2 separate regions of the Zea mays genome follow, and region 1 is linked to region 2. The links are chromatin contacts, called in public Hi-C maps. All regions are on one chromosome and are shown on one strand. Each heading gives the region's core, a stretch centred on a gene start, on an enhancer-like site or on the middle of the called end of the contact. The rest is flanking DNA. Distances are from core to core; before and after follow the strand shown. Region 1 holds the start of LOC100384176 (homolog of histone chaperone HIRA). Region 2 has its middle 220 kb from the start of LOC100277016.

Region 1 (2,958 bases), core at 322-2,821, 340 kb after region 2:
TTATTATTCTTGTCCACAGATTTCATGCTCCATATTCGAACCTATTGCAACACCGCAGAAAATAAAAGGGCCTTAAAGGAGATCAATTATGAATGAAAAAAGGGTAAACCAGTGTCGAGGCTCCCACATGAGTGGGGTTTGGGAAGGAATAACCCGAGGCAAGTCTCCCCCACACATGCGGAGAAGCTGCTTCGAAGCCACGGCCTGACTTAGTGAGACGGCTCTCACCACTGCACTAGGCCTACCCTTTAGATCACATATGAATGATGAAAGGAAAATATGAAACACTGGTCACACCTCAGTGTAACATAACGAGTTACAAACAAATATGCGTTAACATGACAAGAAATCACAACCAACTAAATCTTTAAATTTTTTATTATAACCCAACAATGAAATTACCAATATTCTGATTAAGAATCATATCAATGCAAAACCTTATGTTTGACGAACACTCAATAAGCTATTTAATTATAATGCAACATGCTAGCTAATATGGACTAAAAACAACAAAGTGAAACCTATGAGATTAAAATTTGGGAGGATGAGTAGTGACCGCACAATATTTCCCGGTTGAAAATCTAGTCACTAATTGCATCGGATATACTCACTAATTACAAGGTTATGTACGAGCAGAGAATTGTTAGAACTAAACAAAATATGCCTGGATGGAGTACCCCCCCCCCCCCCCCCCTCCCACACACACACCCAATAGGTAGCCAGTACACCCAAAATAATACCTTAACCGAACAAGCTGGACCCAAGAATGCAAACAAATGCTCATAAACTACTAGCAGTGGTGAACTCAAGAGAGTTCTAGAGCTTAGGCAAATCTACTATGATGAATGTTTGCTATAAAAAAATCTGTTTCAATATTGCGTGTTTGCTGAGGAGCCCAGCCAGCTGGGGTCACCTGGCACCAAGTCCACCCCTGCCTACTTGCAATCCTTAACCTCCAAATACTTTCAACTCGGGATATCACTGAAGCACAATTAGCACGCAAATATTAACCTATTATAGTACTGAGAAAGAGGACAAGGCAAGCCAGCAGGAAAAAATATCAATGGAGAAGATAAAAGAGAAAGGGAAAAATACAGCGCTGAGCTCGGAGCCTCGGACTAAACTAGAAGCAAGTAAAGGAAAAACAAACAACACATAATACCTTCTGGTCGCCGCCGCCAGTGGCGAAGCGGAGGCCGCCGGGCTGGATGTCGATGGAGAAGATCTGTAGGCCCTCGTGACGAATCCAGTTTGGCTTCTCCGCAATCATCTCTTCAAGACTTAGATTTCAACGTGATCATCTCTTGACATCCTAGCTAATTATTAAATTACACTGCCCGTCGATCACACTCCCAAACCCACGAGGCCATATGCCCCAAACCCTAGAATTTGGTAGTGAAACTCATATCTGGGTTGCGACTGATGATGGCAATCGAGAGACAAATCGAATAGGATGAGATGTACAGAAGCTTGGAGGAGTAGGGATCCGGAGGTTACTGGGAGGCGGCGGGCGGATTCGATCGGTGGGCAGCGGCGGCGCGAAGAACACGGCGATGGGGACGAACGTGTTCGTCTTGTTCGTGTGAGAATGGGGAAAAACAAAAAAGAACGAAAAACGAAAACGAATTCGAATGAAAATTGAACTGAATTGGAAAGTGTGCACTTGTGAAGGAAAGGCAGAGATGTGTCGACAATTTAATTTACTTTTTTGTCCTTTTTTCTCTCTTATAAATCGTATACCTTTACAATGAAGCTGCATGCTTTACGATTAGTACTTTTGAGAAGGAACATTGGATGGCAGTAACAAACAACAATACATGTATACATTGTAACAGAGCACGTGTACTGTTTGTTGGTTTCTGTATTTTTTTATACCCATACCACAGCAACTGGCACCGTCAGATAGATTGTTCACACGAAAGAAATTGAAAGGTAGCTGACACAGAAATTCGGTGCTAGCAAAAGCAATATCAAAAGATTATCAGGCATATACTGTATATACGTGTTAAAAATAAATACGGCGCAATGCATGGATACGGAAAGGAAAACAAACGATAAGACAAAATAAAATCTCTTACGCCCCGTTTGAATCATTGGAATTGAATTTCATTCAAATAATAGTAATTTAGGCATATATCAATTAAGCTCATTCGATTTTATGTAAAATATATTTGTATACTATTATTAACAAGATGTCGGAGATATTTATGTGCTACATTTTTACTATAGAGGAGTGAGACGAAGAGTGTCATGTAAGTTACAGGGTAGAAACAAATTCTACTAATGCATAAAATCATTTCTAACCCTCCACCACATGAATTTGAGATAGGCTTATATCTGAACTTTGGAAAGTGGTGGAATGTCAAAATTCAAACTAAATAAGTTATTTTATTGAGTGAATTCCAATTCCTCTAAAATGAAGGTATCCAAACGCACCGTTAGATTGAATTAGGCAGCTAGCAACTGCAGCTAATTTCTTCATTGATGGTGGCAGCCAAAACAGAAATGCAATCTGAAAGCGGAGAAGGTTGTACTGGACCTTGTTCCATGTTGGGCCTCTTTCAATTTCAACATCTGATCGTGATGCTATGCTGGAGCGGTCCAAGCACGCAGTCCAACCCAATAATGATTCGATACATAGGAAGCTTCAAAGGCTAAGTCATAATATTATATTTGGTTCGTTGCCTAACTTAACATATTTTACCTAACTTTTTGTCTAAGGTTAGTTTTTAAATTCGGACGACTAACTTTAGACAAAGTATGTTACAATTAGCCGCGAATCAAACAGACCATAAACGCTTCAAAGTTAAAGAGAAATGATTCGATACACACGAAGCTTCAAAAGCTAAGCGCTCCAAAGTCAATGAGAGCATGTGAACGACCGTGTAACACCCTAAAAATCCTAATTTTGGGACCTAGTAAAATTCTTTAGAAATTTATACTTTAAAGTGTCTTTTA
Region 2 (3,181 bases), core at 199-2,698:
GAGTAGATTTTCCCCACCTCTTCCCTAGCTCTTTCTAATCTTGAGGACGAGATTCTTTTTAAGGGGGTAGGACTTGTAAGACCCAAAATGTAAATAATTTGAAAAGAGTATATCTCATTATATGTGTTGCCATCTACTCTCACTCTTCATCAATCCCTACGGATCAATCTAGCAATCATGGATTCCATATTCTGTTTACTGAATCACATGAAATTCTAGGGAACTCCACATACGTATTTCATATATGTATTTCATACATATGAATAGAGACGATTTCGACGAAAGTTCGAATTTAGCAGGGGTTTAAAGTGAACAATTACTAATAATACCTAAAATAATCTATGCCTCATATTGGATTTTTGTGTTGTGCATTTAATACTAGTCATGTTACTAGGAACATGTGATCAAATTAGGGTTTAACAAAAAAGTGTTCAACTTAGAGAATTGGAAAATAACATAAAAAGAAGAGGAGACAATCCTACATAATATAAAATAAAAATAAGAATAAAAATCTTTCACACTGGTATTTTCAAACTGTACATTTAACTGAGGACAAATTCACCACAAATTTGAAATTTAAATTGAGATTCAAAAATAAGAAGAAAATAAAATAGAGAAAAATAAGAAAAGAAAAAGAAAGGGAATAACCTCCGCTTGGGCCGGGGTACCACTTTTGGCCCACTATCCCAGTACCTCGCTCGTGGCCCAGCAGTGTTTCGACCGCGGCCCAACATCCCCCGCAAGCTCCAACTGACGCACGGGTCCAGTCGTCAGACGCTGTAACACTGGGCATGGAGCTTCTTCTCTAACCGTGGGATCCGCTGGTCGAGGGCGTCATCCTCGCGAGTTTGGCGGACTACGCCAACAGCAATCCGTTGAATGCCAGCTGGGATCCCCGTAGAATTCAGTGGGGTTGTTGCCCCCAATCTGGGGTATAAAACCCGCGGCCATGCGCCTCGTTCTCTGGCCACAACCCACACCCAGTGCCGACCTCCACCATAGCCGTGAATCTCCCCGCCGAGAACCATAGAATCTTTCCCCGTGGGCAGAAGTCCGGTTGAAAAGTGTTGTGCCCTAGGGCGCTGGCGAGGGCGCATCATCGGGGCACACCGTGCGGATTTGGGTCGGTTATTGGCACTGGCGCTAGGAACTGCAGAGTTAATTCCTCACCGGAGTTGACTTCCCCGCCTAGGACCACTGTTGGCAGTGGGTGGCACTCATCGTCCAATCTCATCGCCGGTAAGTGATCTCTCCGGCGACATGTTATTGTCCGCTAGGCCGTGGGGTCTTGTAGGTGAATTTTGGAGCACTAGGTTCCGGGGTCGTGGGCACTATGGCGAGCTCGCCGGAGGTTGGGGGAGCGACGCCGCTGTTCTACTGTGCAGGGAAGGGAATGGCACAGGTGTTGTTGATCTCAGGACGAACGACCCAGATCAGAAAGAGTTGTGAAAAGTTTAGGACCGTGGGATTGATGTTGGGCGAGTGAGATCATAGGTAGCGTACCGCTTCGATCCAAGAAATGTGTGCCCTAGATCTCAGATCCAGTGGTCAGTTTCACACGTCGGTTTATAATGTAGGCGTCAGATCTAGGCCGTCTGTTTAGATCTGACAATTCTGATCGAGCGATATCCCTTCGCGAACACATTATCATAAGAACCCCTGGAAATTAGAGAATTAACCCGCGGTTCATCGCTGTTTCAAACTGAGTCTGGGGGATTTTTATGGGTTAGCCCTGGAACTCTTGGGTAATTGGCGCGAAGTCGAGAGAACAGAGAAATTAGATAAGTAATTATAGAAATTGATTTTTAATACAAAAATAATTCCAGAAACTTGTATAATTCATATTAAATTCATTTTAACTCCAAATTGATCCATTCTAGTGGCATTAATTTTGTTTTAATACTGTTTATCACCTAGTAACTCTGTTTAGCCATGAAACTTGAATGACAATTATTCACTTGAATTATTCTATACTATAGGCACATAATAACTTTGAAAATTCATAACTAGTTAACTGTAACTCCAAATTTAGTAATTCTTGTTCCTACGATCTCGTTACGACGCGTAGAATATTATCATGCATTTTGTTTTGATATTTGGTGTGATGTTAATTTCTGCTATACCATGTTTGTTTGTATTGTTGCGAGTAGAAAAGCCAGCCATAGAGGATTCAGGTGTTCAGAAGGTGGAGACTGCTGAGCAGGAGCTCGTTGAAGGCAAGTTGTGCCCTTGGTCACTTCTTTTTACCCAATCATGTTCTTATTAATCATAATGATCTGCATAGGTTAATTTTGATGGGACCCAATAGGTTACCCTAGTTTGGTTATCTTTATACCTTGTTTACCACTGAATTTTTGGGTAGTACCTGCTATTGCTTTATGTGGTTTTGGGTATGGAGATACACATTGTTCATGATCATACTTTTGTTATAAGTTTGTTATTTATTGTTCATGATAAGATCATTATGTTAATTGGAACATGGAGCGACCACCTGGGAAAACAGTACTACCACAAGGGTGGTATGGGACACCCTTGGCTGACTAATTAGGAAAGCTAGTGGAGGACTACCTTACCCGAAAGGGGCAAGGGCAGTGGTCAGTGTAGGGAGGCCCTTGGGTTGATTTTGCTGCGATGGTGGTCAGGCGAGGGGTCCCTGCATTGGAGCTTCCTAGAAATTGTAGCGGGTTTTTTGAAGCTAGTGGAACTTTGTAAAGGTCTCGTAGTGTTACCCTACCTCGCTTCCTTGGTAGAGGTGTATGGGAGTCGTGATCCCTCGGCAGATGGGTAATATGACTTGTGGGTAAAGATGTGCAACCTCTGCAGAGTGTAAAACTGGTATATCAGTCGTGCTCACGGTCATGAGCGGCTTAGACCCTCACATGATTAATGTATGGAATTAAATTCAATTTGTCATTTGCATCGCATTGGGATTTATTATTACTTTGATCTATTATTACTCTGGTTTGGTATTTACTTACCTTTAGTATCTGCTAATAAAATTTGACCAACTTATAAAAGCAATGCTCAGCTTTAACCCTTTATTTGTTGATCAGTCTTACACTTCACATGAACTCCCACCTTTGGTGAGTTCATGCACATTATCCCTCACAACATGTTGACCTATGATCTTTTGTGAGCTCACTCTTGCGATATATAAACCCCCCACAGGTGAAGAGCAGGT

The links. Hi-C and Micro-C count contacts between places; a contact is called where the count stands out from the background.
Region 1: a contact with region 2 is called in a Hi-C map of leaf, with 7 times the contacts expected there. The contact joins the promoter of LOC100384176 here to the enhancer-like site in region 2. A contact is called at or near these places in 6 of 25 Hi-C or Micro-C datasets (bundle sheath, ear, leaf and 1 more).

The regions. Positions count from the first base shown.
Region 1 is chr7:63,333,900-63,336,857 of Zm-B73-REFERENCE-NAM-5.0, forward strand. It overlaps LOC100384176 (homolog of histone chaperone HIRA), which reads right to left and starts at 1,572. Exons shown (of 10, transcript NM_001362248.1): 1 at 1,163-1,572; 2 at 1-41. The coding sequence starts at 1,270.
Region 2 is chr7:62,996,098-62,999,278 of Zm-B73-REFERENCE-NAM-5.0, forward strand. No RefSeq gene overlaps it. Among protein-coding and RNA genes, the nearest start is that of LOC100277016, 220 kb to the right of the region's middle. Within about 2 kb of position 1,449, at least 15 of the 20 cell types and tissues checked have an H3K27ac peak or open chromatin away from gene starts, as enhancers often do. A contact at or near this core is called in bundle sheath, ear, leaf and 1 more, where this site is marked.